Linked DNA regions of Mus musculus: regions 2, 3, 4, 5 and 6 are each linked to region 1. The links are chromatin contacts, called in public targeted proximity ligation maps. All regions are on one chromosome and are shown on one strand. The core of a region is the stretch at or near the end of the contact, and the rest is flanking DNA. Distances in the headings are between cores, read along the strand shown.

Region 1 (4,875 bases), core at 247-2,746:
GGCAGGGAGGGAGAAAGGGGGTGAAATGAAATTGTATAGAAAAATGGGAACTGGGCTGGTGAGATGGCTCAGTGGGTAAGAGCACCGGACTGCTCTTCCGAAGGTCAGGAGTTCAAATCTCAGCAACCACATGGTGGCTCATAACCATCCATAGCGAGATCTGACTCTCTCTTCTGAAGTGTCTGAGGACAGCTACAGTGTACTTACATATAATAAATAAATAAATAAATCTTAAAAAAGAAAAAAATGGGAACTGTTAGTAGAGCATTAGTTGTGGAGCCCCCACAAATTTGGGAAGAGATCCCAAAATACAATGTACAAGGTTAGGTGATAGCAGATCCCGAGGAGGTTCCAGGACAGCCAAGACTGCCAGAAAACCCCATCTCGAAAAACAAACCAAAAAAAATTAATTTTAAAAATGTGTAATTACAATTAGACAATGCCTTCTGAAATGAGTGGGAAACATGGATTTGGTAAAGAAATGTTTCCAAGTAGCTTGGGTGCAGGAAGTCAACTCGGGGAACTGATCTCTATACTATTGGAGGAGCTGGTGTTGGAACTACCACAATGGGGAATTGTTTTGACAACAATGGGGATGGTCTAACAACCATCCCGGTGCCTCTTCTAGGAGATGAATTCAATCCCTCAATGTCTGTAAGCCCGCTGCTTTGTGATAGTGATCCACCAAGCTGGTACCCTGCTTGCCACCAGGAGGTGCCCTTGGACCGCAACAGAGAGTCTGGAGCCTGACAATTGCCTGTGCCTCAGGCAGCTTGGGACGGATGCGGAACCCTTGTCACTCATTCCCCAAACCTGGATTCTCCCTGGACCTCTGGACAACGTATTCCTTGGTAATGCTCACCACATTTCAGGAACCAGGATAGACAGATACTACGAGGGAAAGCCAGCCCACGTATATTCATGAATAAACATGACAAAGTATAGTTTGGATAGAGAAATGCCTCCCTCAGACCTAACCTAGTTCTAACCCAGATTATCTTTCTACTCCACTCTCAGTCTCAGCTTCTTCACCAATGAACAACACTATTGCAGTGAAAATTAAATTGTTTTACGGGAATTCTTACCCCTTCCTACCCAAACAAGGGAGAGATTAGGTTAAGATGTGGTAGTGCCTGGGTTTCTGAAGTATCGCTCTCAGCAGCCAGAGGTTGAGAAAACCCCCTTCTAGCGGGCCCAGTGACACAACCCTTTGTCATCAGCCCCCTCGACAGTGCGCCCAATACCACGATCCATTGTGATGCTTAGAGACTCCCCCGGGCCTTACGGTTTTGCCAAGGCAATGGTTGCTTCCTGAGCCCCCTTGACGCGCAAGCCGCGACCCACTCCCAAGGCGGTGATTGGCTAGCCCGGGCTGGGGGCGGGCTGACCTTCGCTCCGCAGTGCCGTCACCACATGACCCCGCCCCCGCACGGGGGGCGGACAGTTGTGTGCGGCCGCAGGATTGGTCGCCCCGCTCCTGCGAGGGGGAGGGGAGGCAGGCAGCGCGCACTCGCGCGTGCGTGAGCTGGCGCGCGAGAAAGCGCCCGGTCGCGCCGAGGCTCGAGCGGCCGTCGCCATTTTGTAGGGTTCTCTCTGACGCGGGACCCGCCGCCACCGCCGGCACCACCCGGAGGTAGGAGAGGATGCTGTGGGTGTGTGGGAAGCCCTGGAGCGGACTGGGCCGGACCTCGGAGGGCCGGGAAGGCTCGGGTTTGGGGCCACTCATCTTCTGAGGAAGGTCCCGGGAAGACAAGGAAAGGAGGCGGGGCCGGGTCTCCGGAGGGGGCGGGGCAGGGGTCGGGCCGAGTCTTTGTTGGGATGTTGCAGCGGAGGTTGGGCCGCTGAGGATAGGGGTCCAGTGTTGGGTGAAAGAGGGCTTTCGTTCTTGGAGTATGGTGGGAGGGGATACCGCGCTGTGGAGAGGTACACAGATTTCCCTCCAAAAACCCGTAACTAGGGACATTCAGATACTTCATGCCTTCCACTTGTCTTTCATCCCTGTGCTAAACCGTGAAGGAGCTAACCTTGTAGAGTCAATGTGCCTGACCTCACGGATATATATCTTAGACCTTGTTGTGCATTCTGACCCCCGACCTTCTGTTGGCATTGTCACACAGCAGTTCCTCTCTCAAAAAGAACTGTGAGGGTCGGGGTGTGCTGTAGTGTCAGTTTCTCACTTCACACCTGACTTTTAAAATCTTGTTTCTTCTCTGCCAGGCTCTTGTCAGGATGGTGAAGCTGTTCATTGGAAATCTGCCCCGGGAGGCCACAGAGCAGGAGATCCGCTCACTCTTCGAGCAGTACGGGAAGGTGCTGGAATGTGACATCATTAAGAATTATGGCTTTGTGCACATAGAGGACAAGACGGCCGCTGAGGATGCCATACGCAACCTGCACCACTACAAGCTGCACGGAGTGAACATCAATGTGGAAGCCAGCAAGAATAAGAGCAAAGCTTCAACCAAGTTACACGTGGGCAACATCAGCCCCACTTGTACCAACCAAGAGCTTCGGGCCAAGTTTGAGGAGTACGGCCCAGTCATCGAATGTGACATCGTGAAAGATTATGCCTTTGTACACATGGAGCGGGCAGAGGATGCGGTGGAGGCCATCAGGGGCCTCGACAACACAGAGTTTCAAGGTGAACTGTTCTGGGGATTGGGTGGCAGACCTTCGTGGAGTCTCTAGCTCAAGGCAGAGGGAAGAACACAAGACCACAGGGCTTCAAGAGTGGCTTCTGCCATTCTTTTAAATGCAAAGAACAGGTTATGTTTACTACTCTTAGCATAATTCACTCTGGGGAAGTAAGCCTTCCCCATTGTATTCGCCAAGCTCCTTCTCCACAACTGCATGGGCTCCTGCCTGCCTGCCTTTGGTCTTCATTCACTTGAGTACTGTCACAAGTCTTAAGTTGCCTAGGCAGAGAAGTAGTTAGGTAGTGTGAGAAGGGCTAGAGGTTAGGACTTTGTTGCTGGTTTGTGGTGGACCCAGAAGCCTTTGAGAGTTTTTACCCTCTGCTGCTTTCGAGGATGGCTGGTGGTAGTAAAGAGGAAAAAGGGAATCTAGAAGAAGCGCAGTATGAGAATCTGTGGTGAGTCTGGTTGGGTAGATGGGTATCTTTGAGGTGTTCAAATTTGTTCAGTCTGTGGGCTACTACAGGCAAAGCCAGGAAACAGGTCATAGGTTCTTCTGCTCCATCTATTACTTTAACAGGCTAGGAAAACAGCTTTTTTTCTTTAGAAATTGGATAGGAATGATGGTCTTGCTTCTAGGGAAATTTCATCAAGGACATTATAGAGCTTATTATATTGCTTATATTGATCATAAGTATTATCACCAGTACCATAGGATCTTGTCTGAAAATACTTGCAATCGTGTTACTATAGTAACCACTAGTTACAAGTGGCTACTAAATTTAAATTAATTCAAGTAAATTTTCAAATTAGATTTTTCCAGTGTGGGCAAGAATGAGAGAATGGCTACTGTATTAGGAAACAGATCAGACCCACATTGCAGGAAGTTCATTGGTTAGTAGTTATCCAAGTCTTTTATTGACACGGTCATGTTGGACCACAAATTCAAGTCTACTTTTCTAGTTCCTAAGTCAACATCTTTTTGTGGCCTAAAAGTTAAATATACAAAGGTCCTCTTATTAGAAAACAATGAATTGGTGGAGAAAAGGTAAACTTAAATCAGAAAAGTGTAAATATGCAAATAGTGATGCTTACTGGAGGCTCACTATTATGTATTCTAGCTTCACCACTAATACCCTGGCCTTTAGTTATTGAAAGCCTAAACGTTGTAGCTGATTCCTGTCCTTAACCTCAAGTTGACAAGTGTATTCCCTATGCTTTCCCCATTATAAAACAACTCTGTGTGCCTCTGTGAAAGGATGGCAGGGAGGTAATATGTGCATTTTGACAATAAAAGCAATATTAATTAAAGTTGAATGCTATTTGCAACCACGATTGCTTCTACTCTGGTTAGGAAAGTACTTAAAATCTGACAGTTAAACTTTAAACATTCCTAATTCTCACTTGATGTGGAAAGAGGTCATAAATGCGCAGGGGAGCATAAGGAAGGAGTTCCTGCCCCAGCCCTTTGGTTCTGGGGTCATCCAAGGGCCCCACAAATACTGCTCTACCATGAGTCTGTATGTCCCCATCCCTGAAGAAGGTAACAAAATGGGAAAAAAAAAAAAAAAAAAAAAAAAAACCTAAATTTGCAACTGAAATTCTCAGTGTATAGTATACGCCCTTTTACATTTAACTCAGGAAATGAGTTAAAAGGATGAGAAGGATGAGTACATGGGACCTTTTTTTTTCTTTGGTGCTGACTATTGGACCCAGGATCTTGAGCATGCTCTGTACACATTTCCACTGAGTTATGCTGCTTATCCCTTGTATTTGCTTAATAACAGATATAATTACAAAGAAACAGGGAACTGAATAATGCAATGGATGTATTTTTATTTTATATATATATATATAAAAATATAAATAAATCACTTCCATAGAAAGTACAGACAATAAACTGAGTTGAAAAAGAATCATTTATTAGTATCACATTCTTTTTCTGGCTCTTCTGAAGAGTGATTGGCTCTTGCTTACATATGCAGGTATTTTTGTACTCAGCTAATTTTTTTCTCCATGATGTAACAAAGTTTAGTACTGGGTAATTGTTTTTTGATTGTTTGTTTGTTTGTTTGTTTGCTGAGACAGCCCTCACAATCACAATCCCGCTTCAGACTCTAAGTGCTGGCATTATACATAAGCCTGTCATGTGTCTTCTTGAAATTATAATCTAGATGCCAACTTGGCATTTTGTTCAACTTAATGCCTTTTTGGTTGATAAAGTGCCACTTTGAACATCTTT
Region 2 (4,668 bases), core at 1,352-3,851, 740 kb before region 1:
GACTCTGCCTATTTCATCCGTGACCACGTATGTCCACAAGATAAGCCATGTTCTCCTGAGAGAACAAATCCAACATCTCTCCCTGGGCTTCCCTTGAGAGTCAATTCAGTTCTTGGTCGTAAGAGGTCTGCAACCTCTACCACAGCCTTGAGGCTAACAGGAGGTAGAGTGGTTGACTTTTTAAAAAATGAGCAGGTAGTGGTGGTACACACCTTTCACCCCAGCACCCAGGAGGCAGAGATGGGTGGATCTCTGAGTTCAAGGCCATCCTGGTCTACAGAGTGAGTTCCAGGACAGCCAGAGCTACACAGAGAAGTCCTATCTTGAAAACAATATTTCTGTTTATTACATTTATTTACTGGTGGTGGCAGCATGTGCCATAACACATGTGAAGTTCAGGGATCAACTTGTGGGAGTCAGCTCTCTCTCTCTCTCTTTCATGTGGGTTCTAGAAGTGACCTCTGGTCACCAGGCTTGAAGCCAGGCTCCCTTACCTGCTGAGCCATTATGCCAACCGAGTGGTTAACTTTATAATTTGCATTCTAGGTGTCTAGGTGTCTACTGAAGTTGCAGGTCAAAAACTGAACCAACATTATCTTTTTAACTTCTGCATATCATACTCAGACACACACCCATACACATACAAAAGAAAAAAGAAAAAGAAGAAGAAGAAAAAAAGAGGAATTCAAAAGGACCAGATTCTCCAAAGCTTGCTAAGTATTAAAAGGCAAAGGTGGAATTTGAATAATAAGGTCTGCCTAAATGAAAATCTTGTATGGATTGTAACATCTTAAGTCTCTGCTGAGGAAAGAGATAGCTCTTAAGTTAAGGATAGATATATCCTCTCTTACAGCCTGCTAAGTTTCCCAGCATCAGCCCCAAAACCCAGTGATCCAGCAGCCCCTCCTGTATCCTGCAACCAGAGCTTAGGATATTTCCCCAACAAACCTGCCATCTGAGGGCTTATTCATGAAGCTCCACTTGAGGCCAGTGGGGAAGCCAGCACCACCACGGCCCCGTAAACCTGATGTCTTCATCTCACCCAAGATCCAGTCAGGCCCCTTCAGCAGGATCTCCTTTGTCTTGTACCAGTCACCCCGTCTCAGGGCACCTTTCAGCCTGGACAGAGTAGGAAATGATGTGAAGGAGAAGTCCTGCTCTGGGACCCAGCAGGCCATGGGCACTGTCTCACCTCCAGTCATGGCGCCCATACAGGTTGGTAAAGATCCGGTCTTCATCCTTCAGTGAGCCAAATGAGGTTTTCTTGGGTGCTGTCTGGGGAGATAGAAGGTCAGGAGGTCCAGAGCTCAGGGACCATGAGGGATTGGGGCAGAATTTTCAGCTTCTTGGGCCTTCCTACATATGAGGAGCTGGGCCACAGCAGGGGTAGAGGCTTCAAAGTCTTTGAAACATTGTAGCTCCCGACCACCATTTATATCAGTCCTTCCTGTTTAGAAGTTACAGAGCTAAACACTCTCAACGTTTCATCCCAATTCATCCTTGTAACATTCCTGGGATAGGATATTTCCTCCATTTTCCAAAGGAGGGGGGGGGGGCTCTAAACAAAAGGAACTTAGGGAAGGCCACAAAGCTAAAAGCAGATGGTCCCCACGGAGCCATGTCACACTTCAGCGACAGCACCAGCATTGCTTCCCCAAGACCAGCATAGATTTGTCTGACTCTTCCACTAGAGCAAAACCTGGCTAGGAGGGGCTTGATCTCCCTAACTCTGCTGAAGAGGTAGTACGTGGTCACTGATGGAAGAGAAGTGCCTCATTGGGGCTGGGGAACAAAATGGATTTGGGGTCTGAGATAAAGGAGAGGTGTGGACTGGAATGGTTCACGACTTGGTAGAAAGTGACCTGACATCCACTCCTACCTCCTTAAAAGTACTTCTCCTCAGGTGTAGTGGTGGATGCCTGTGGTCTCAGGAGCACCCAGAGAGGCTGAGACAAGAGGACCAACACTAATTTGAATACAGCCTAGAACTATATAATGAGCCCCTATCTCATAAAAAAAAAAAAATTCACAAAAGCGTTTTCCGGTCACTACTGGAAGCAAAATACTGTCGGGGGGTTGAGGAGATACACATCTTTTTCAAAACTGTTTTCTGAACTTTGAAATGGGGCGAAGACCCTGATACCCGGTAGGGCTGCGAGGAAGAAATAACAGATTATCTAAGACGCCTCAACACCTGCAAACCCTCACCCCAAGACGGGGTTGTTAAAACAAGAGTAGCTGGACTGGACATCGTCAGCCTGGAGTTGGGACCGTTAGTTTTTATCCAGACCGGGTGGTAGCTCGGAGAGGAGAGGACTCTGCAGAGGGGACCACAATCCCGCTCGCCGCTCGCCACTCCTCCGCCATAGGCGTGGGCCTGAATCAGGGCGGGCTCACCGTGCCGCTGCTGAAACGCACAGATACCCGCACGGGAACCAACCCGCCGAGAAAATGCCGTGCCGCTAGCATCGCGGGAGCCAGACGGGTCACCTCCGGCTGTCACCTTCACAACTCCGAACCGCGGGACCGGCGCGACAGAAACACACGGGGTGGGGAGCGCACAGGAAGTGCGTCACACATCCGCAGCCAGTGGCGTGTCCAGGGACCTCCGTTCCTTTGAGCTCTGTCCTCGGCCTCGCCCACTAAAGGTGCGCGGGCACAGAGACCGGAAATTTACTCTCGTGCTAGGCCTTCTGGGAGATGTAGTCCAGCTTGCCCAGACTCTCCTTTCTCGGAGACTCTTCCTTTTCCTAGTAAACCAGGCTCACGTGTCGCCCTCTGCTGGATCCCAAGTATTCCACTTCCTACAGACTTTGCGTCTAGTTGACACCAGCTATATATGCACGAATGGAAGCTGGTGAGAAAATTAGTTGGACTACAGCGGAATCGTCCTGATCTGGTGTAATTACGCTGAACTAGCCGAGCCCTGCTGAACTAAGCGCTCCCCCTGAGCATCCGTGTGCCTTGGAGAAGTACTCATTAACAAAAGAACCGGTGAGGTCCCTCACCTCCCACAAAGCTGCCCCAGAACCTTTGCATAGGACTTCTCAGGGCTGTGTGTCTGTAAACCTTTTAGAGCAATGCAGAGACCAGGGATGGTCAGTGAGTGTCACAGGCTCCCGCCGATGCTAAAAGGCTACTCCCTCCCCTTATCAGGGACCCCTTGGGGCTCTAGTTACACACTGCAGCCGGACTCCTGTCTTCAGAACCCAGCTCTAGAACAAAAACGTTTTGCTTGTTTTTCTTTTAAGATAAGTTTCATTTAGCTCTGGCAGGCCTGGAAATCACTATATGGCGTAGGCTGGCTTTCAACTTGCTGTGAGCCTTTGACTTCCTAATGCTAGATTCAAAAACCAGCCCCAGATATAAGAGTTTAAGAGTTTTCTTCCTTCCTTCCTTCCTTCCTTCCTTCCTTCCTTCCTTCCTTCCTTCTTTCTTTCCTTCCTTCCTTCTGCTTTGTCAGACAGAGTCTTACTATTCCCCTAATATGCTTTAAATTGAGCCTACAAGCTCACTTGGATGTCTATCTTGGTAATGGGAGACCTCAGCATGCTGGACTTCTGCAGAATAAAGCATTCTTTGTGTTTACATAGTATTTGAGTCCAGGGTATCAGGGGTCAGAAGGAGGGCAGCAGCATCATTAGACTACTTCATGCTTATTATGGGCGTCAGTTCCTTGGGGCAAGCCTGATCTTTACTGTCAGGATATCTAATTATTTCCTTTTCTTCTTTCTTCTCCTCTTCTTCTTCTTGTTTCTTCTTTGTGCACAACTACTTAATAACCTCTTGGTGTCCTAGCATTTATATACCCTCTAAAAACTCCACAGAATTCCAAATGTCACATCATCACAGAAACTATCTACAGCTGGAAAAATCATGTCCTTGCTAGAACACAAGGCAAATCATAGTCAGCTGCTGTGGACAGTCTGAAGCAGCTCTATATCCTCACACTTAGGATCAAAACAAAAACACATTCTGATAATATTTCTGTGGTTTTTTTTTCAAAGAAACCAAAACTCCAAAATTGTCACTACAATGTCTGACTTAGAAGTGTAGTATGTAAGAGACAGATGAATACCTGTTTGCTCAATACTGCCCACAGTGTGTGCTGGTCAGAAGGGTTTTTTGTTGGTTTGTTTTTTAACTTGCCATAAATTAGTCATTTGAAAAGGGGGACCTTTGACTAAGGGATTATTTTCATTAAGTTGCTGGTAGGCAAGTCTGTGGGAGCATTTTTTTTTTTGATTAAGGATTGATGTGGGAAGGCCAAGCCCACTGTGGGTTAAGTCATTCCTGAGCAGATGGTCCTGTATTGTATTAAAAAAAAAAAAAAAAACCTGAACAAGCCATGGGCAAGCAAACCAGTAAGTAGTGTTCCTCCATGGCCTTGGGTTCATTTCTGCCCACAGGAACCTTGAGTTCTTGCCGTTACTTCCCTCAATGAGGGACTGTGACATGGAAATGTATGCCTTTCCTCCCCAAGGTGTTTGCTTGTTTTGGTCATGGTATTTATCACTGAAATAGACAGCAAACTGGGACAGTAGCCCTAGATGGCCTTAACTCCGTGGGGGTGAAAATGAGCGTCTGTAGGATTTCCTCCCTGACTGGGAGAACTGTACCCAAAACCATAGTTTCCTTCCCATAGTGCTTGGCACTCAGCAGGACCCA
Region 3 (4,293 bases), core at 1,286-3,785, 520 kb after region 1:
TCTGGCCAAAGTAAATTACTGTGGTTCCTGATTTCCTCAAAGGAGGACAAAGAGGACACTATAAATCAGTGCAGGGACTACTGTGCACAAAGGGATGAAACGTGGAGGGCAGAAATGGCAAACAGTCTAGTACCATCTCTTGAAGCTTCAAATCCACACTCTCCAAGTATCAACTCCACTCCTTTATATATGCTTCGTATATACTTATGTGTGTATGTACATATAAATATAAATATATTCAAACACACACACACATATACTTTATATATACTTCAAACATACTCTAAAGAAACTTCTGCCCAAGAGCACAAATCCTGAGCAAATACATACATATATACATACATACTTACACATACACACACACACACAAAACTGCCCATGTTAACAGGGAACAACCTAAATATTTATCAGAGTCATATATTAGTTCATATAACCAAATACTATACATTAGAGAAAGTACTAAAAACTAGAGCTACTAGACAACATTGATGATTTGCATAAGCCTGAGTTAAAAGTGACAGGCTACATACAATATAAGAACATTTCTGCAAGCTCCAAAAAAACGTTGAAGCCAAGAGTAGTGGTGCACACCTTTAATACTAGCAACTGGGAAGGCAGGAGGCAGGCAGATCTCTGTGAGTTCCAGGCTAGCCAAGGCAAGTAAGATCCTGTCTCAAAAACAAACAAACAAAAATAAAAAACACACAAAACTAAAAAATATATTTACAGACTTATATGTAGTACACTGTAATGGGGGGGGGGGCATAATTCAGAAGTGTGTAGGGGAAGCCAGAATGTAATTCAGCAAGGAACCTGGAGAGTTTGACAGGTGGGGTAATGTTCTATATTTTTCAATAAATGACATAAGAAAGATGTGCTTGTGTCATCATTTTTCATGCCCTATATATTGGTACAATGTTGTGGTGTGATGTTGTTCAAAATAAAGGGAGAGAAAGAAACACCAGCAGAGTTGAGTTGAGGGTGGAACCCCACAGGGCACCCAATCTCTGGCTTACAGGCACATCCACCTGCTCTGCTGGACTCACAGGGTAAGAAAGAACAGAACCTGAGAATCAACTCGGTTTAGAAGCACAAAATGAACACCTCCAGGCATTTCTTTGTGCTTACTGGGCAAAACCAACCCTGCAGGCTGTCTTAGCATAGGGTCAATCCAACACACTGTCCCCAAAGAAGTATATACAACAACTGCTTTGCCATAGAGAAACAAGCATAATTTTTTGATGCAAGTTTTCAGATAGTTCCAATGGACAGAAAAATGGGTTGAATTTAGGAACAAGGCAGTCATTTTACAGAGCTCATAGGAACCTGGAGACTCTGTGACCAGTATCTAGTGGAGGAGGAAATGAAAACTTGCATTTAAGAACACATTCAACTGATGTCCAAACTAAGAGCACAGAGTACCCAGAGAATGTGTGTAGCATGAAGAACATATGAATGTATGTACTGAACCCCCAAGTGTTAACCAGCTTTACCTGCAACAGGTGACAAATGAATTTGGCACATGCTAAGTACGTTGGGAAAGAACTATATCAAAGCCATCTTTACCACATCTGTGTAACATTAACATATGTACAGCCCACGGGCGCCAGTGAGGCAGGAAGAAGAGTGACTTACTGACCGTAAGGAAGGCCAGATTCGGTCAGACCCAGCCAAGGAAGGCCACTGGGCTGGGTCCCCGAGGCCACCATTGCTCCAGGAGGACAGGAGGGTGGTTCGAGCCAAGGCGGAAGGTGGGACTGCTGGAGAGGGCAGGCCCACACAACAGTCTTGGAAGGCCCAGGAGAAGACAGCCCCCACCCCCCAAAGCCAAGATGAGCTAGGAGTGGAGGACGTACCCTCCACTCGCCCCGGAGAGATGGGGAGGCGGGGCCTGTCACAGAGCCAGCCTGGCGGTCCCCTAGGCCAACACCTTTTCCCAGCCGCCCGTTGCTCACCTGGGCACGCAGCTGGATGAGCTCCGGTCCACCTCCCAGGTAGCATACAAATTCATCTGCACTGGGGCGGGGGTGCGGCCTGGTCCTGGACCGCCCGGAGGCGCAGAGCCCGAGGCCACCGCGACGGCCATGGAGGTGGAGGTGGAGGAGGACGAGGAGGAGGCGGCCGCAGCCGAGGTGGACGAGGAGGACGAGGTGGCCTGGGCCAGCTTGGGGGGCGTCGGCTGTTGAGGCTGCGGCGGCTGCTGCTGCGGCTGCTGCTGCGGGGACTGGGCGACCCCAGAGCCCCGCTGACTGCTGCCGCCCCCGGAGCCTCCGGGACCACCGCCCGCCCCTCCGCGTTCCGCCATGGCCTGGCCAGGGGAGGAAGGGGCGCGGGGCTTACGCAGACTGAGGGCACGCGAGCGACTCTCAGGCTTCCCCCCGCGGCGGCAGCGGCTCAGCGCGTCTCCTCAGAACGCCCGGCGGAGCGCGAGCCACCAGCGAATCTGCACGCACGCGCGGGCTTTCGCTGCGCGCGGTCCTCGCGCTCGCCCGCCGCCGCCTGTTGCGGCCCGCGAGGCCCAGACACTGGGTGGGCGTGTCCGAAAGGGGCGGGGAGCCGCGGCCCCACCCAGACCGGCGCCGAGGGGCGGGGCCAGACTCGCGCTCGGCCCCGCGGCCCCCGGGAAGGGGCTACAGCCCGCGCGCTCTCGCGGCGCGGCCCTGGAGTCCCTAGCAGGCCTCGGCGTGCAGGCTCCGCGCCCCTCCTCCCTCCGCCCTCCTCGGGCGGCTGCTACCCCGCCAGCGGAAACCCGGGTTTTCCGGGGCGCGGTCCCGGACCGGAGAAGACTGTACGAGAGCGCGCTCAGCCCCTGGGATCTGCAGTACACGTAGTTCTGGTCACGCGTTGCATGGAAATCGGATAGCCCGCTGTGGCGACCCCTTCTGTGGTTATTTCGCCCACTTCTGCAAAAGAAGCAGTAGGTAGAGATCCAGGGGCCGGCCACCACCTAAGGAGCTTAAGTTCCAGCTTGACTGTGGGCAGGAGCCAGTTGAGCTAAGGTTGTCTAGGTCCAACAGCCTTTCTTGGTACAGCGCCCCCGACACAGCCTTCTTTACAAAAGTCCCAGAGTGCCTCGGTGCTTTCTCAATTTCTAGAATTCTATTTCTCTCAAGGCCTGATCAGCTGCCATCCCCACACACCCCCACCCTACCTAGAGCTCTTGCACTCTCCTACACCCACACCTTCTCCCCAGTACTTGAGCAAATGTTATGGAATCCTGTGCTCCAACCTAGTCTAGTTTTTCAAAAAACTTCTCAGAACTCAGTGACGAAGACAAAACAAGCCCTTCAAACCCACCCACCCACCAACACACACACACACTAGTAAATCCAAGTAGTTAGCCAGTACTCTGGAACAATTGAGATTTTATTTAGAGACAGATGTTCTCCAATAGGTAAGAAATCGGCCTTTCTGCCACAAGGTCAATGAGGAAGGCCTGACCTGGCCTACTTCCCTAGCCTACAGTTACTTCCCAGCCTAGCCACGGTGCTAAGCTGGCTATTTTTATTCCCCACGGACAAAGCAGTAAGGTCAGACCAGACCCAAAGGTACCTTCAGCAGAGCCTTCACACACAGGAGGGGTAGGGATAGTGAACTACCCACAAGTTCAGTTCAGAACTACAGTCCCATAGTCCTATGGGCCATCTGTGATTACAGGCAAGAAGTAGATGCTTTTGCAGAAGCTAAAAGAGAGAGAGGTTCAAGAGCGCCTGTATTCATCCTTCCTTGGGAAACAGCTTTATTTACAAAACAAGTCTAAAATAAGAACAGGAAGTGACGAGCCTAGGGAGTCCAGATCTAGCTTTAGGGAGCCACAGAGAAAGCCCAGACATACAAAGAGCCTAAAGGCAGGCCAGCTATGCGAGCAGGACCTAAAATTTGAACTCCTTGTATTTCTTGCTGCCCCCACGGCTGTCCTGGGGCTGAGCTTTCCGTTTCTTTTGCTGTAGGAGAGAGAGAGAGAGAAGTTACAATAGGTTAGACAACCCCAGACAGGAGGCAGCCTGACCCAGACATAAAATTAAGGTAAAAAGCACTGAAACCACACTCTCCTCTCCCCCTGAGAGCTAAATGACTTCCTTCCTCTTCCTGAACTTAAGAGACTGCCACCAATGGAGCATCTCGGAGACCTTCAGGCACCGAGTCCACCCGCCTCTCCCTCCACCAGAAAGGACAGCCCTCCTCCTAGGCCCACAGGTTGCTCCCACCTTCTGCTTAGCAGCATGCTCAGCCACCATGTCGCTGAAGTCTTCCTTCTCTACTTGTGCCTGCTGCTCCCGAACGTGCTCCTCG
Region 4 (4,851 bases), core at 2,345-4,844, 630 kb before region 1:
TAAAGGCATGCACCACCACCTCCCATCTTTATTTGGACAAAGTTAGTGGCTAAGCCAGGGCAGGAGCCCTGAAGATAGGACACAGAGCATGTCCCAGAACTGTTACCTTGATGTCACAGAGGAACTGGGCAATCTCCCCCTCACGCATGGTGCACACGATGGTCTCCCACACAGGCAACTTGAACTTCTTGCCAACGATGAGCTCCATGGGCTTGCCTCGTGTTCGGCTGTCATCTATAACGGAGCCTTCATTGTCACTGTGCAGCGTCCGAAAGTGGAACGTGGCCTGCGAAACCACACGGGCTATCAGGCGAAGTTACAAAGCCTCACTAAAGCCCCAGCTCACATACAGCCCTGCTTCTAATGAATGCTCTCCTGGATGACGCTCTCCTGGGAACACCAGCCAGCCCTGCACCTGGCTTTATCCCACCATCTCAGTGAGAGCTGTGTAACAGACAAGGAAGTAAGAGGCCTATGGCTCCTGGGAGACAGGACAAAGCCTGTTTCTAATCATGCTTTCAACATAGATCTACTGAGCTCCTACTACACACCCACACTCTGTACAAGACACTAAAAAACATAGCAGTAAACCACGCAGAAGCTACAGAGCCACTGAGGAGCACCCATGGTCTTTCTAGAATACAGGAAGGAGAGCCAGACAAAACCATATGCTATGTTAGAGGAAAGTGATTTTTTTTTTTTTTTTTTTTTTTTAGCATTTTGAGAAAAGAAAAATTAACAGAAGTAGGGCAGGGGCTTCTCTAAGGAGGCAAAATTTTAAGCAATAATAGCAATAAGGAATAAAGAAAAGAGTGAGTCAGACAAGGACTCAGGTAGTAAAGTTTCTAGGCCAAAGAAACAACAGGTACAAAAGCACACAGTGTGGGGTGTTCAAATCAGCAAGGCCAGTGCCACAGTGTGAACATGGAGTGCAGACTCCATGGAGCCCCAGCGGTGGGCAAGGATGAACTCCACAGGGCATACAGAATGTGTTGAGGGCCCGAGAGTTTTCACTCTGAAATTAGAGCCACTGGGTGGCTCCTAGCAGAAGTGGTACATAACCCAACTTAGACTCTTGTTGCTGCGATGTGGTCACCTTTAAAGGGATGAGGATAGGAGGAGTGGGGCAAAGATGGACGGTTTCTGTATGACCAGGCAACTCTGCCTGGACTGGAGACAGCACAGATGGAAGAGATTAAGACTGTGTGGTCATAGCTGCACATGGTGGCTCACGTCTTTAATCCCAGCACTCATGAGGCAAAGACAGGTGTACTGGCTGGTTGACACAGGCTGGAGTTATGACAGAGAAAGGAGCTTCAGGTGAGGAAATGCCTCCATGAGATCCAGCTGTAAGGCATTTTCTCAATTAGTGATCAAGGGGGGAGGGCACCTTGTGGGTGGGACCATCTCTGGGCTGGTAGTCTTGGGTTCTATATGAAAGCAAGCTGAGCAAGCCAGTAAGTAACATCCCTCCATGGCCTCTGCACCATCAGCTCCTGCTTCCTGACCTGCGTGAGTTCCAGTCCTGACTTTCTTTCGTGATAATGGAAAGTGTAAGCTGAATAAACCCTTTCCTCCCCAACTTGCTTCTTAGTCATGATGTTTTGTGCAGGAATAGAAACCCTAAGACAACAGGTGTATCTTTTGAGTTCAAGGCCAGCCTGGTCTACAGAGTGAGTTCTATGACAGCCAGGGCTACACAGAAACCCTGTCTCAAAAAACCAACCAACCAACCAAACAAACAAATGAGAATACTCTGGTGCTATTCCAACATCAAGGGTAGAAGGGTAGAGAGAGGTAGACATCCACACTTGTGAGTAATCTGGGCGTGGAGTCATGTCAAAACGTTGATTCTAGATAAGATCATGTTAGGGTGAGGGTAGACAGAAGAGAGCTTGAGACGGAAATCTCAACAGGATATGGTTAGCTGAACCCACACTCTTAACTGCTACATGGCTGTGCTGCCTCTCTGAAGTCAGTTTTCACATCAGTAAAATTGAATCAACAATATCTGTCTAGCATTGTGGGAGATAAACCTATGAACACGTACCACAGGGCTCAATGGTAGCTGGGCTTTTTCTTTTACTTTTCTGCTTGAAAATCCAAGGCCTCTACATCCTAGACTCTACCACTAAGCCCCATCCTTAACCCTGGTGGTGTTACACTTATTTCTGTATTTGGGGGCTCACATGTGACATCATGCTTGTATGAGGTCAGAGGACAACCTGCAGAAGTCACTTCTCTCCTTCTACCATCTGGGTCCTGGGGATCTGACCCAGGCCATCAGGTTGGCAGCAAGCACTCTATCCACTAAGCCACCTCACCAGCAGAAGACGGTCCCCCCTCCTGAGCCCCAGTGATTGTTTAATCCTGCCTGCTTCTATTTACCACGTGCCCCTGCTCACAGATTAGTCTTATATTAGTTTATCCTAAGCTTTTCCATCTAGCATCCCTCTTGCCAGGCTCCTTCCAAAGCCTGTTCTCTATCTCCATCTCTCTAATTTTAAGACAGGGTCTCATTGAGTGTCCTGAGCTGGCCTTGAACTCATGCTGTAGCCCAGCTTCACCAGCGGCTGAGACTGTAGGCATGGGCCACCAGGCCCAGCTTGTAGATCCCCTTTTCAAGCACAGCTGATCACTACCACCACATGCCTGCCCTCTGCTCTCAGCATTTACCCCTCACCACATCAGACTAGACTCTCTGCCTGCTGGCTTAACACCACTGGCCAGAGGGCATACATTCATTCACAGAATTCTTGCTTTTGGCTTCACTGGTATCAGCTCCACAACTGTGATTAGAGATCTACAGCAACAAAGCAGGGGAACCTAGAGGTATGGAGTGCCTTAGGGAGGGGCACCTGAACTTGGTGCCCAGATATAAAAGCAATGCTACCATCTATCAGAACGCTGACATAGGAGTTTGGTCTGGAAAACTGGATCTCTGGGACTCTGTGTTTTTTTTAGTTCCAGGACCTCAGTTTCCCTATGTAAACAATGAGAATTGTCCTAGATGGTTTCAGAAGGCCCCTTTACTCAAAACTGCATGAGCTTTGAACCTTCAGGTACGGGTATCAGCACTGAGGTCACACCCACACCAAACCATTTTGAGATGACTGACACCCACCCCTGTCCAATGCAGTCCTAAAGCAAAGCCAAGGGGCGGAGTAGACATATCTGAATTAACTCCCACTTAAATCCAGACCAATCAGCGTCGAGCTCGGCATGTGAGAGGTAGCCTGACTGGCAGCTGCTCTCTGGGCATGCGCAACCTCTCACCTACGGCCTCCTCCCGCCTCGCATGCGCACCGCGCTTCAGAAGAGACGCTGGGAAAGTGGGGAGAGGATGGACACAAACCTTAGTGCCATCCTGAAAGTCCGGCAACTCTCCTCGGCCCTCCTGTATCACACGCTTTTGGATCCCGTCCTCTCGAAGTCTTGCGATGAGATCCGCCATCCTCCTTCCCCGCTGCTCCCTTTCGGCAACTTCCGGACTCGCTCGGTAGCTTCCGGACCTGTTTCGGCAACTCCTAGCGCCTCGGCAGCTTCTGAGCAAGCGCCATTTTGACTGAGGGCAGAAGCCAAAAAAGGGAGGGAATGAAGAAAAGAGCCGTGATTGGTTCCTAATGCTACGGCTTTAACGCGGCACTGGGGGCGGAGCCTGAGCCTGCTTAGGGGCGGGCCTTTGGTTGTCCCTCCCCTGCCAGTTGTGCTTAGTTGGCTTTATAGGGGTTGCAGCTCTCCTAGCTGTGTGCCACTCCATTTAAGTTGTAGATGCCCTATTATCGGCACTTCAGTTAGAAAAATGAAAAACGAAAAACACCGCTTCACCTGTGTATTCCCTTTGGGCCTTTTTTGTTTTGCTTTGTTTTGTTTTTTAGAGGCAGGGTTTCTCTGTGTAGCCCTGGCTGTCCTGGAACTCACTTTGTAGACCAGGCTGGCCTCAAACTCAGAAATCCGCCTGCCTCTGCCTCCCAAGTGCTGGGATTAAAGGCGTGCGCCACCACCGCCCGGCCCCTTTGGCCCTTTTATTTTGCATACTTTAGCATAAGTTATAACATCTAGATTCTGGACTCTAGATTCACTTGTCTTAAGAAAAAAAAGGAAGGAAACCCGGTGTGGTGACACATACTTCTCTGTAGTGTCTTCATCCCTTATATCATAACCAGGAAGATTATTTTCTTTCCCCTGAGCCCCAAGTCACATACTCTGACTGCTTCACTTTCCAGCAAAAAGTCTTGAGGGGCTGGAGAGATGGCTCAGCAGTTAAGGGCACTGACTGCTCTTCCAGAGATCATGAGTTCAAATCCCAGCAACCACATGGTGGCTCACAACCATCTGTAATGAGATCTGATGCCCACTTCTGGTGTGTCTGAAGATAGCTACAGTGTACTTATATAATAAATAAATAAATAAATCTTAAAAAAAAAAAGTCCTCAGAGAGGGGACTTTCTGAAGGGAAGAGGAAACATGCTTGGGTTTGTTTTCTATCAACACAGAGAGCTTACAGGCGAGCTAAGTAGTCTGCTGTACTCATCTTGCAGAAAGTACAACAGAAGGAAAGCTGACCGATATGGCTGATAAGTATACACCAGAGCATGAAAGATGTAGATAGATAAAAATAATAACATATTATCCAGGTTGTTGTGGTACACGCCTTTAACCCCAGCACTTGGGAGGCAAAGGCAGGTGGATCTCTGAGTTCAAGTTCAGATTGGCCTACAGAGGGAGTTCCAAGACAGCAAGAGAAACCCTGTCTTGAAAAACTAATGATAACAACAATAACAACAACAATAATAATAAATAAAATGTTAAGCTAGGGACTGAGAGTGTAGCTCAGTGTTGGAACATTTG
Region 5 (4,335 bases), core at 1,625-4,124, 700 kb before region 1:
ATTTCAGTCCTAAGACCAGCTCTTCATGGTGAGCCCTGACCCCTGGGTTAAACCTGCTCCCTGAGCTGATGATCACTGATCTCATGTTGGAGACCTGATACTCGGGCTGAACCCTGATCCCTTCTCATTTCTCAGCCCTCTCAATCCTAGGAGGGCTATAAAAGGGAAATCTTTTGGGAGAATGAGGCCAGTCGCCTCGAATCTACTCTATCTGCTCTCTCCCAAGCAGCCGCTGGCCAGTGCTTTTAACCTGGGTACAAAAGGCTGTTCCAGCTCCCCAACTGGAGAGCAGATGCAGCCGCCAGTCTTCAAATGCTCCTCCCACTTTCAGAAGAGCAGTGAGCCCCTTGAGCTGCAGGCCTGCCTTGTGACTCTCACACTGGGGACTTGCTGATGGCCTGCAAGTGGGATAGGAGAATCCAACTGTCCATGGCCTCAGATAACACATGAGAACTGGCCACATGCTTACACATGGGACACACTCAAATATATGTGTCACTCCTGAGGGTAAGTGTCTGCCCAGAATGAGTTCACCAAATGAGGATTTAACTAGCTGATACCCTTAGGGCTATAGCTGTATTCCTCTTGGATGAGGGAACCCTGTAGGATTAAAGGTCAGTCGCCTCCCAGCAGGAAGTCCTCTAGTAGGACCTGGAGGTTTAGAGCCCTAAAGGCCCTCTTTCCTGGCAGCTCTGGGCCTGACATTTTAGCAAGGGTAGCCTAGGTGTCAACACGGTGTCTTCATCCTTGCCCCTTAAGCTCACTGCTTTTTTTTTTTTTTTTTTTTTTCCCAATAGGCCCTGGCTGTCCTGGAACTTTGTGGACCAGGCTGACCTTGAACCCACAGAGATTCGCCTGCCTCTGCCTCCCAAGTGTTAGGATTAAGGACAAGCCCTGCACTGGCTCCTGCCATCAGTTTTATTGGTCTGGGGTGGGGGCTGGGGGAGGCAGGTGGACTCACATCTTTATGCAAGCAGCCAGGGGCCGGTTCACATGCTCAGGAGACTCCAGGAAGGCCTTGAGCTTGGGTCGGGATTTGAGGCGCGCCACATAGGCGGAGAACAGGGGAAAGTCATTCAAGTAACCAGGAAACAGGAGCTCGAGATTCAGAAGCACGTCCAGCAGGCGGTAGTCCGCGAAAGAGATCTACAGGACGGGGGAGTGACAGGGCTGGAGCTGAGGCAGGACTGGGAGAAGCGCCACAGAGCAAAGCACTGGATGCTCCCTGCTTCTGCCTCTGCATCTGGCCTCAGTTTACCCCTCTGAGAAAGGATCTGGCAATGAGTGGGTGGGGAAAGGCCTACCCAATGCTCACCTGGTCACCAACAATGAAGGACTGGCCACCCCTGTTCTGGGCCAGGAGAGTTTCAAATGGCTTCAGGTGTCCCGGAAGCTCCTTCTGATACTGGTCCTTGCCCTCCTTCTGTGGTCAGAAATGTGCAGCCAGAGTGACCGAAGTGATCTCCCTTTCCTGCCCACCACGCTTGGTCACTAGCCTGTGGCTCCTACATACCAGGATATGGCGATACTGCCGGGCAATGCGTCTGAATAGGTCTTCCAGTCCATCGTTCACCATGTCCACCAGTGCTGCCTCTTGTTGGTCTTTGCCATAGAGCCCTGGGTCAGCGGGCAGGCAGCAGGCTCAGGTTCTGTACTTGTCCCTACATGTCCACTCAGTCTCAGCCTGGGTCTACTCTCTAACCTTAATTGGAGGTCTTCCCTGCCTACCTCTGGGATGTCATTAGAAAAATGATACAAGTTGGAAACTCACAGCCCTGGCTGTACAGACAGCGACCGCCCAGCAGCACACCAGTAGCCTTCTGGAACCTGGGCCCTGCATGATCCTCTAGGGTGACCCAGGTGGGACATTGGTGGCTGCAGGTGAGGCAATTCAAAGCCCCAGGACATTTTGAGGAACATCTCAGGTGTCTCTCAGGGCTTGGCTTCTGGACTCACCGAAGGAGCGGCCCAGGTGCCGTAGGATAGTATTGGATTGGTACAGGGTGAGCTCTCCATCCTGGAACTTGGGGATCTGTCCAAACAACTGGGAGAAGATCCCTCTGTAAGGGGTGCTGAACCTGGCTGCCCCCAATCCTAGACACAGCACCCTAAGGCTGCGCCCCAACCGAATCCCCAAGGGGGAGAGGGAGACAATTACTCACACAGGAAGCCTTGAATGTGCCTTGCTCCCAAACATCCAAGGTCACCACCTCCTCCTTCCAGCTCTGGCCCTGGTCAGCTAGAAGCATGCGCATAACCTCACAGCGCCCTGTATGGGGGTGCAGGATGAGGACACAGCGAAGAGATCTACTCTCAGAGCATCCTGGGAGAGTTTGGGAGAGTGGAAAGCTGACAAGAGGACTACACTAGCTTGGGAGCCTCATAGGGAGGGGAGATATGTGGTGATAGAGGCCATGTCCTAACATTATCTTGGAATGCGAAGACCCAGCCCCACCATGGCACAGGGAAGGAAGGAAAAGTGACAGACAGTGCAGCTATCTACGGAGGCTAAGAGGGCAGTCCTGGCCCCACCAACCACAACTGTAGTCCTGCCCCAGGTCTCTGTCCCGGCCCGGCCCCAATACAGTCTTGGTCACGCCCTTCCTACACCACTGTTGGGGATTCCCAGGAATGACCCAGAAGACTATTGTTTGTGCCCTTCGTCTTGAAAGTGCTGAGGCCACACCTCGGGAAGGGAAATAGACGATGGTGTAAGGTGGCACTAGGAGAGATAGACAAAAAGCACGATGAAGGAGGACCTTGCCTGGGCTGCAGGGCCAAGGAGCGGTTAGTAGCAGGGGTGAGGTGGGGGTATAATTGCCCCCGCCCTTGCCTCCAGGTTTCTCCTTACTGTTGGGCGGATACAGTGTGGTGCAAGCTCAGCAGGAAGAGAGGAAGTGATCGGGGCCTTATATTGACAGGAAGACTCCACCTCCTCAGACATCCCACACTGCCCCAGAAACAGACCAAGTCCTGGTGTTCAGTGTACCAGCTTCCTGGCAGACGTGGTGGGGGAGGGCAGACTCACCTTTCTATCTGTGGTGCAATATGCTACTGGAGTTTTGCAAGAGGCACACATGGTCACATGATAAGCCTCCCACTTAACACGCCCAAACCACTCGGTTTCTTGTGTGCTCAGGGGTTTGGACAGTGCCTTATATGCAGGTAGGCCTCTACCAACAGTACATGGTATAATAATAAGTGCTCCTTGTAAAAATAAGGCAATGTAGAGGAGCCGTGGTTAATCCCAGCACTTGGGAGGAGGCAGAAGCAAGAGGATCTCTGAGTTCAGCCCAGTCCGTCTGGTCGACAGAGTTCCAGGACAGCCAGGGCTCCAAAGAGAAACCATGTTTATAAATGACAAAAAATAAATAATAACAATAACCATAATAATGGCAGTGTCACCTGGAGTGATGGCACACACCTTTAATTGCAGCACTCAAAGTACAAAGGAAGGTCGGGCGGCACGCCTTTAATCCCAGCACTTGGGAGGCAGAGGCAGGCAGATTTCTGAGTTCGAGGCCAGCCTGGTCTACAAAGTGAGTTCCAGGACAGCCAGGGCTATACAAAGAAACTCTGTCTCGAAAAAAAAAAAAAAAAGTACAAAGAGAGGCAGCCCTTTCGAATTCAAGGCCAGACTGGTCTACAACCAAGATCACCAAGCCAGCCAGAGCTATATAGCAACCAAGCCAGCCAGAGCTATATAGCAAGAGCCTGTCTTTTCAAGAAAAGAATAAAGGGATTTAAAAAAAATTTTTTTAAAGATTTATTTATTATTATAAATGAGTACACTGCAGCTGTATTTAGACACACCAGAAGATGGCATCAGATCTCACTATGGGTGGTTGTGAGCTACCATGTGGTTGCTGGGATTTGAACTCAGGACCTTTGGGAGAGCAGTCAGTGCTCTTACTCGCTGAGCCATCTCACCAGCCCTAAAATTTTTTTTAAATATTTATTTATTTATCACATGCAAGCACACTGCAGCTGTCCTCAGACACACCAGAAGAGGGCATCCAATCCCACCACAGATGGCCGTGAGCTACCATGCAGTCGCCGGGACCTGAACTCAAGACCTCCAAAACAGCAGCCAATGCTCCCAACCACTGAGCCATCCCTCCAGCCCCCCCTTTTTTTTTAAATAAAGGGATTTTAACTAATGAACTATCCCCTCCTCTCTTGGTGATGCTATAACAGAAAACTCTTAGCAAAGAGTTAAGCCTTACATGTACCAGTCCTCAAGGCTAGCACTGTTCCTTGTTTGTAGAGAAATTGAAACAAAGAATTGACGTGGCATGCCCAAGGTCACTCAGCTAGTAAACAGGATTTAAACTT
Region 6 (4,388 bases), core at 797-3,296, 540 kb before region 1:
TTGTCTCCCTGTGTCTCCTCTCTCTTTTCCCAGGTCCCTTCTCCTTTCTTTTCTCTCCCCTTCAGCCCTCCTTACTTCTCTCTTCATCCAGGCGGTTCCCCCTGACTCAGCAAGGTGCTTTATAAGGTGCTGAGGGGCTCAGCCAAATCCAAACCACATTGTCTGCAAAGCCTTTCTTTCCACCAGGGGTGAGCTGTGGAGCTGCACAGCCCAAGCCGGGCTTCCAAGCTGCTCCCCTTCCCTTCCTTGCTCCCTTCAGAAGGGGTGGTAGATGCTAGGGGGACCTCCTGGTCCACTCTGGGTCACTTACTTGTGGGCATCTGCCTTCTTGACCTTGGCAAGCGCACCAAGAGATGGTTAGGCTCACTGGCCAAGAATGCCATTGAAACTCCAGAGCCCTGGCTGGTGGGGGGTGGGGAGGTGGGGGAGGGAGGTCTAAGCACTTTTCACAGGGCCCCTCCAAGGCACTTTTCATCAGAGCAGCTACTGATGCTCTAGACTTCCCTGCCCCCACCCAGACCAGCTCTCCATTCTCAGCTTTTTCTTCTTGTTCAGAAAAGGGGGGGGGGGGTGAGGGAGAAAGAAAGGAAGGGAAAGAGGGGAAAAAAATAGAAAGAAACACCCCAACAACAAAGTCTGTCCCACTCCAGTGAGGTAATTGAAAACAAATTTTTTCCCAACCCCCCCACCCCCCCACCCCAGTTCTCCAGTGCAGAACAGGGAAGTGCCGCCCTGGGAAACTAGCACTGGCCATGACTGATGCCCACGCTGACCCACAGGCTGGAGGGGCTGTGTTGGACTGGCAGAGTGCCCTCCTTTCCCAGGGGTCCCAGCAGAAGTGGGGGGGGGGGTGAATACCTCATGCCATTCCAGAGACAGGCATCACCTTCCACGGCTGGCTGCCACCGCTATCTACCCCTGGTGAGACTACAGAGAAACAACACAGCAACTTATCAGATGACTTAATTGGTGGAATGCTTCTACAAGCACCCAAGACTTGGGGACCAAATGACTGTCCCCCAAGAAAAATCACAGAATGGGGCTGCCTCCAAGCCCCAGATGACAGCTGTTTCCTCTGCACTAGCTCTCATGCTCCCTCGCTCTCCCTGGCAGCCCTCTGGAGAGGGAGGAAGGAGGAGGAAAGGAGACCCTCCTGGGAGGGTCTAGGCTTATGGGTCCCCTAGGTCTCCCACTCAGAAAGTCCCAACCCAGGCCTGAGGGGAAGGAGGGAGAATGCTCTTAGCCAAACCACCCCTACCTCACCACCGGAAAAACCAACAACCCAAACCCCCAAAGGGAAGAGGATGCCAAATGTCTCGATGGGGAAGCTTTTCACTAACGGGATGCTGGGTCTATCCATGGCCTTGAATCTTCGAGTTCCCGCTGAGTCACCCGTGAAGCCTCTGGTGTTGAAACTGGTCCGGTGCCTTGTGCTGATTAATGAATTACAAATCCCCCACCCATGTGCACTCTCCCTGGTCACCGGGAAGAATGAAAACCCTTGTGAACTTGACTGAGAAGCTGGGCCCTGGTGCCCTCTCCCCTCCTCAGGGGGCATTGTGAGCTGGTTAGTCACCTGCCCCAGCCCCTGGCGCCACACTTAGCTCTAGCTTTTGGAAGTGGGACAAGTGGCGGGACAATAGGCAAGGGGGGCGGTCAGCCCAGACAAAGGGCAGCAGGAAAAACACCATCACTTGCTTGGAGGCCAGCTTGCTGGCATTTGAGAGAATGTGTCATTGCATTTACTCAAGTGGGAGGGGGAGGGAAGGTTAGAATGAAGAGGCAGAGGTAGAGTGGGTACAGGGACCCTCAACCCGGCAATGAGCAGAGGGAAGAAGGCCAGCATGCCTTGGCCGACACCAAGGAAGAAGCCCACACCAAGGCCAGCTCCCTTTCCAAGCTCTCAGGAGTTTGCCGAGGGACGATGCCCTCCCTGCCCCCTCCCCCAGGAGGCCTAGGGTGGTACCGTCGCAGCCTTGCCTCACCTCACCACCCCCCCCCTCAGTGTTGTGGGAGGGAGAGGAGCCCCAGAAGCCCTCCCTTCCCTCCTCCCCCCTCTTCCCCCCACCCGGGGAGGGCTGCTACAATTTGTGGTTACAGCTTTACACGTCAGAAAAAAAAAAGTTTGCAGAATGTCCCACACCGAAAAAAAAATGCGAAACCGAGAGAAAAAAACCTGCGAGTGGGCCTGGCGGATGGGATTATTAAAGCTTCGCCGGAGCCGCGGCTCGCCCTCCCACTCCGCCAGCCTCTGGGAGAGGAGCCGCGCCCGGCCGGCCCGGCCCCCAGCCCCATGGACCTCCGAGCAGGTAGGAGCCAGGCGTCCGAGGCCGAGGCCTCCGCCCCCGCCCAGCACCAGTGAGATCCGGTTCCCGTCCTCCTCCCCACCCTCGGAGCCCCAAGCCCGGGCCGGGCCGGGGAGCAGAGCTCGGGCTGGGGAGGTACGGCCGGGCGCCCTCGAGAGGGGCCGGGTGGGGACGCGGCATTCCTGGAGTCCGCTTGGCGGAGCCAGGAGGTGGCTGAGAACGCGGCGGGGAGCCTGGACAACCCTCAGACCTGGACGGGCGGCCACCTGGAGCCGCGGCGAGGCGGGGTCCCAGGGAACCCGCGGACACAGAGCCCCGCGCCAGAATCGGGGCGAGCGAGTCCGAGGCGGGCAGCGAGGGTGTGGGGGGGGGGCCGCGGCGCAAGGGAGGAGGGGGCCAGGAGAGGAAGAGGGAGGGAGAGAGGCAGAGGGGGAGCCCGCGGCCGAGCAGCGGGAAGCGAGGGGGAGGCCGACACCTCGGGCCGCGCTGAACTCCTTCCTCGGCCCGCGGGGAGGGCAGGAGGGCGCGCGAGAGGAGGGCGGAGGGCAGAGCAAACCTAGCTGGGCCGGGCCGGGCCGGGCCGGGCCGCCACGGGACTCCGGTTACTACGCTGCGCGCGGCGTGGCCGGAGCCCTCCATGCTGCCCACCGCCTGGGAGCCAGAGGCAGGTAGGCGCGGCGGGGTGGCCGGGGCCCCGAGCCCGCGGTGGCCTGGGAGTGATTACTGCAGGAGGGTGTTGTGGGGGAGACGCAGCCTGGCCGGACCCAGCAGGAAAAAGTCCGTCAGCGGCCGGGAGCGCCGAGACTGCCGGCAGCCCCTCGAGCGGCTGCCTGGCTAGGCGGCCCGTGGCAGGAGGGCGGGCCAGGCAGGGAGTGGACGCGCCGGAGCGGGCAGCGGCTCAGCCGAGCCCCGAAGCCCAACGCCCGGACCCCGCCTCCGCCCCCGCCGCCGCCGGGAAGGGAGCGAACGGGGGGGCGGGGCCGGGGGCGCCGGGGCCACACAAGGGGAAGGCGCCATCGCCGCCGGGAGGGGTCCGAGATCGAGAGGTCACGGTCGAGAAGGTAGGGCCAGCGAACTGCCAACTTCCACCGCCCCAGTTCTTGGAGCTGATCCCCTCAAGCAAAGTCCGCGTAGCTTCTTCAAAGTCCCCACACCCATGTTCTCACCTACCTTTCTATTACACTGGGGTGCAGAAGGCTTTCCTCTAGGAGACCCCCAATCTCCGTGTTCTCCAGAGCCTAGGAGCAGGAAGAACCTGCCAAAAGAAAGGAGGGCAGACAGGAGGATGGATGTATATGGCAGCGGCAGACCGAATCTTAGAGAGAGACTAGAGGTGGGGAACATCATTCACACCTCTCTCTCACTTTCTTCTTCTTCTTCTTCTTCTTCTTCTTCTTCTTCTTCTTCTTCTTCTTCTTCTTCTTCTTCTTCTTCTTCTTCTTCCTCTCTTTCTTCTTTCTCTCTGTCTGTCTGTCTGTCTCTCTCTCTGAATCTGAGCAGGGAAATCTCTGGCTTTCATTGTCCCTGACAGGCATCTGTCTCAGTCCAGTCAGTACACACCACCATCCCGTTCGCCCCCCTCACCACCAGCCGAAAGTTCTGACTTCTCTTAACAGTCAAGGTGCACCCTTATAGCTCTAGTGTCCGGTAGCCACACTTCAAGGAAGAGGAACAACTAGAAATGGAAGCTGGTGTCCCTGGGCAACCTCAGAACTGTCTGCTGACTGGAGTAATGGGCTCCCGGCTGCACACCCAAGTGTCCAGTTCACACTTCTGCAAGCCAGCCCTACACACTAGCTACTGATTCCTGACACTTCACATTCCTCCCCATAATCCCACCTGCCTGTTCACACCCTGGCTCCTGCACTCTCTGCAGCCCCTCCCACACCCTCCTGTACATCCTTGACCACAACAGCCTTTCCAGTTCACCCGCACACTCGCTCTGGGCTATTTCCTTCGCTTCTTTTCCGGCGGCCTCAGAGGGCTGCTGACCAGAAAGCAGTGGCTTTCCTCTCATCTCCCTGAGAAACCCAGGGCCCTCTTGTGGCATAGTGGAGCAGCTTTTCCCTCAGCCTAAGCGCA

Evidence for each region.
Region 2: a targeted proximity ligation map of microglia shows a contact between it and region 1, with 6 times the contacts expected there. A contact is called at or near these places in 1 of 39 promoter capture datasets (pre-B cells) and 2 of 130 datasets of targeted methods (memory CD8 T cells and microglia).
Region 3: a contact with region 1 is called in a targeted proximity ligation map of memory CD8 T cells, with 15 read pairs. A contact is called at or near these places in 3 of 39 promoter capture datasets (erythroid cells and liver), 1 of 484 Hi-C or Micro-C datasets (embryonic stem cells) and 1 of 130 datasets of targeted methods (memory CD8 T cells).
Region 4: a targeted proximity ligation map of memory CD8 T cells shows a contact between it and region 1, with 8 read pairs. A contact is called at or near these places in 2 of 130 datasets of targeted methods (memory CD8 T cells and pancreatic cancer cells).
Region 5: a targeted proximity ligation map of memory CD8 T cells shows a contact between it and region 1, with 6 read pairs. A contact is called at or near these places in 1 of 130 datasets of targeted methods (memory CD8 T cells) and 1 of 9 other capture datasets (adipose tissue).
Region 6: a targeted proximity ligation map of memory CD8 T cells shows a contact between it and region 1, with 12 read pairs. A contact is called at or near these places in 2 of 130 datasets of targeted methods (memory CD8 T cells and pancreatic cancer cells).

What each region holds. Positions count from the first base shown.
Region 1 is chr19:4,755,029-4,759,903 of GRCm38.p6, forward strand. Rbm4b (RNA binding motif protein 4B) reads left to right here and starts at 1,497. Exons shown (of 4, transcript NM_025717.3): 1 at 1,497-1,633; 2 at 2,218-2,641. The coding sequence starts at 2,230. All of the region lies in intron 2 of Gm21992 (predicted gene 21992), which reads right to left.
Region 2 is chr19:4,010,154-4,014,821 of GRCm38.p6, forward strand. Ndufv1 (NADH:ubiquinone oxidoreductase core subunit V1) reads right to left here and starts at 2,602. Exons shown (of 10, transcript NM_133666.3): 1 at 2,398-2,602; 2 at 1,193-1,275; 3 at 949-1,119. The coding sequence starts at 2,469.
Region 3 is chr19:5,270,584-5,274,876 of GRCm38.p6, forward strand. It overlaps Pacs1 (phosphofurin acidic cluster sorting protein 1), which reads right to left and starts at 2,536. Exons shown (of 24, transcript NM_153129.3): 1 at 1,956-2,536. The coding sequence starts at 2,305. Sf3b2 (splicing factor 3b, subunit 2) reads right to left here. Exons shown (of 21, transcript NM_030109.2): 20 at 4,209-4,293; 21 at 3,338-3,944. The coding sequence ends at 3,873.
Region 4 is chr19:4,117,981-4,122,831 of GRCm38.p6, forward strand. It overlaps Aip (aryl-hydrocarbon receptor-interacting protein), which reads right to left and starts at 3,595. Exons shown (of 6, transcript NM_001276284.1): 1 at 3,356-3,595; 2 at 107-286. The coding sequence starts at 3,454.
Region 5 is chr19:4,056,573-4,060,907 of GRCm38.p6, forward strand. It overlaps Gstp3 (glutathione S-transferase pi 3), which reads right to left and starts at 2,875. Exons shown (of 7, transcript NM_144869.3): 1 at 2,852-2,875; 2 at 2,687-2,722; 3 at 2,163-2,269; 4 at 1,957-2,044; 5 at 1,514-1,617; 6 at 1,316-1,423; 7 at 901-1,146. The coding sequence starts at 2,852. The coding sequence ends at 958.
Region 6 is chr19:4,212,192-4,216,579 of GRCm38.p6, forward strand. It overlaps Clcf1 (cardiotrophin-like cytokine factor 1), which reads left to right and starts at 2,047. Exons shown (of 3, transcript NM_019952.5): 1 at 2,047-2,309. The coding sequence starts at 2,294. Gm45928 (predicted gene, 45928) reads left to right here and starts at 2,234. Exons shown (of 4, transcript NR_132309.2): 1 at 2,234-2,309. LOC102631992 (a long non-coding RNA gene) reads right to left here. Exons shown (of 4, transcript XR_003952884.1): 3 at 859-3,561.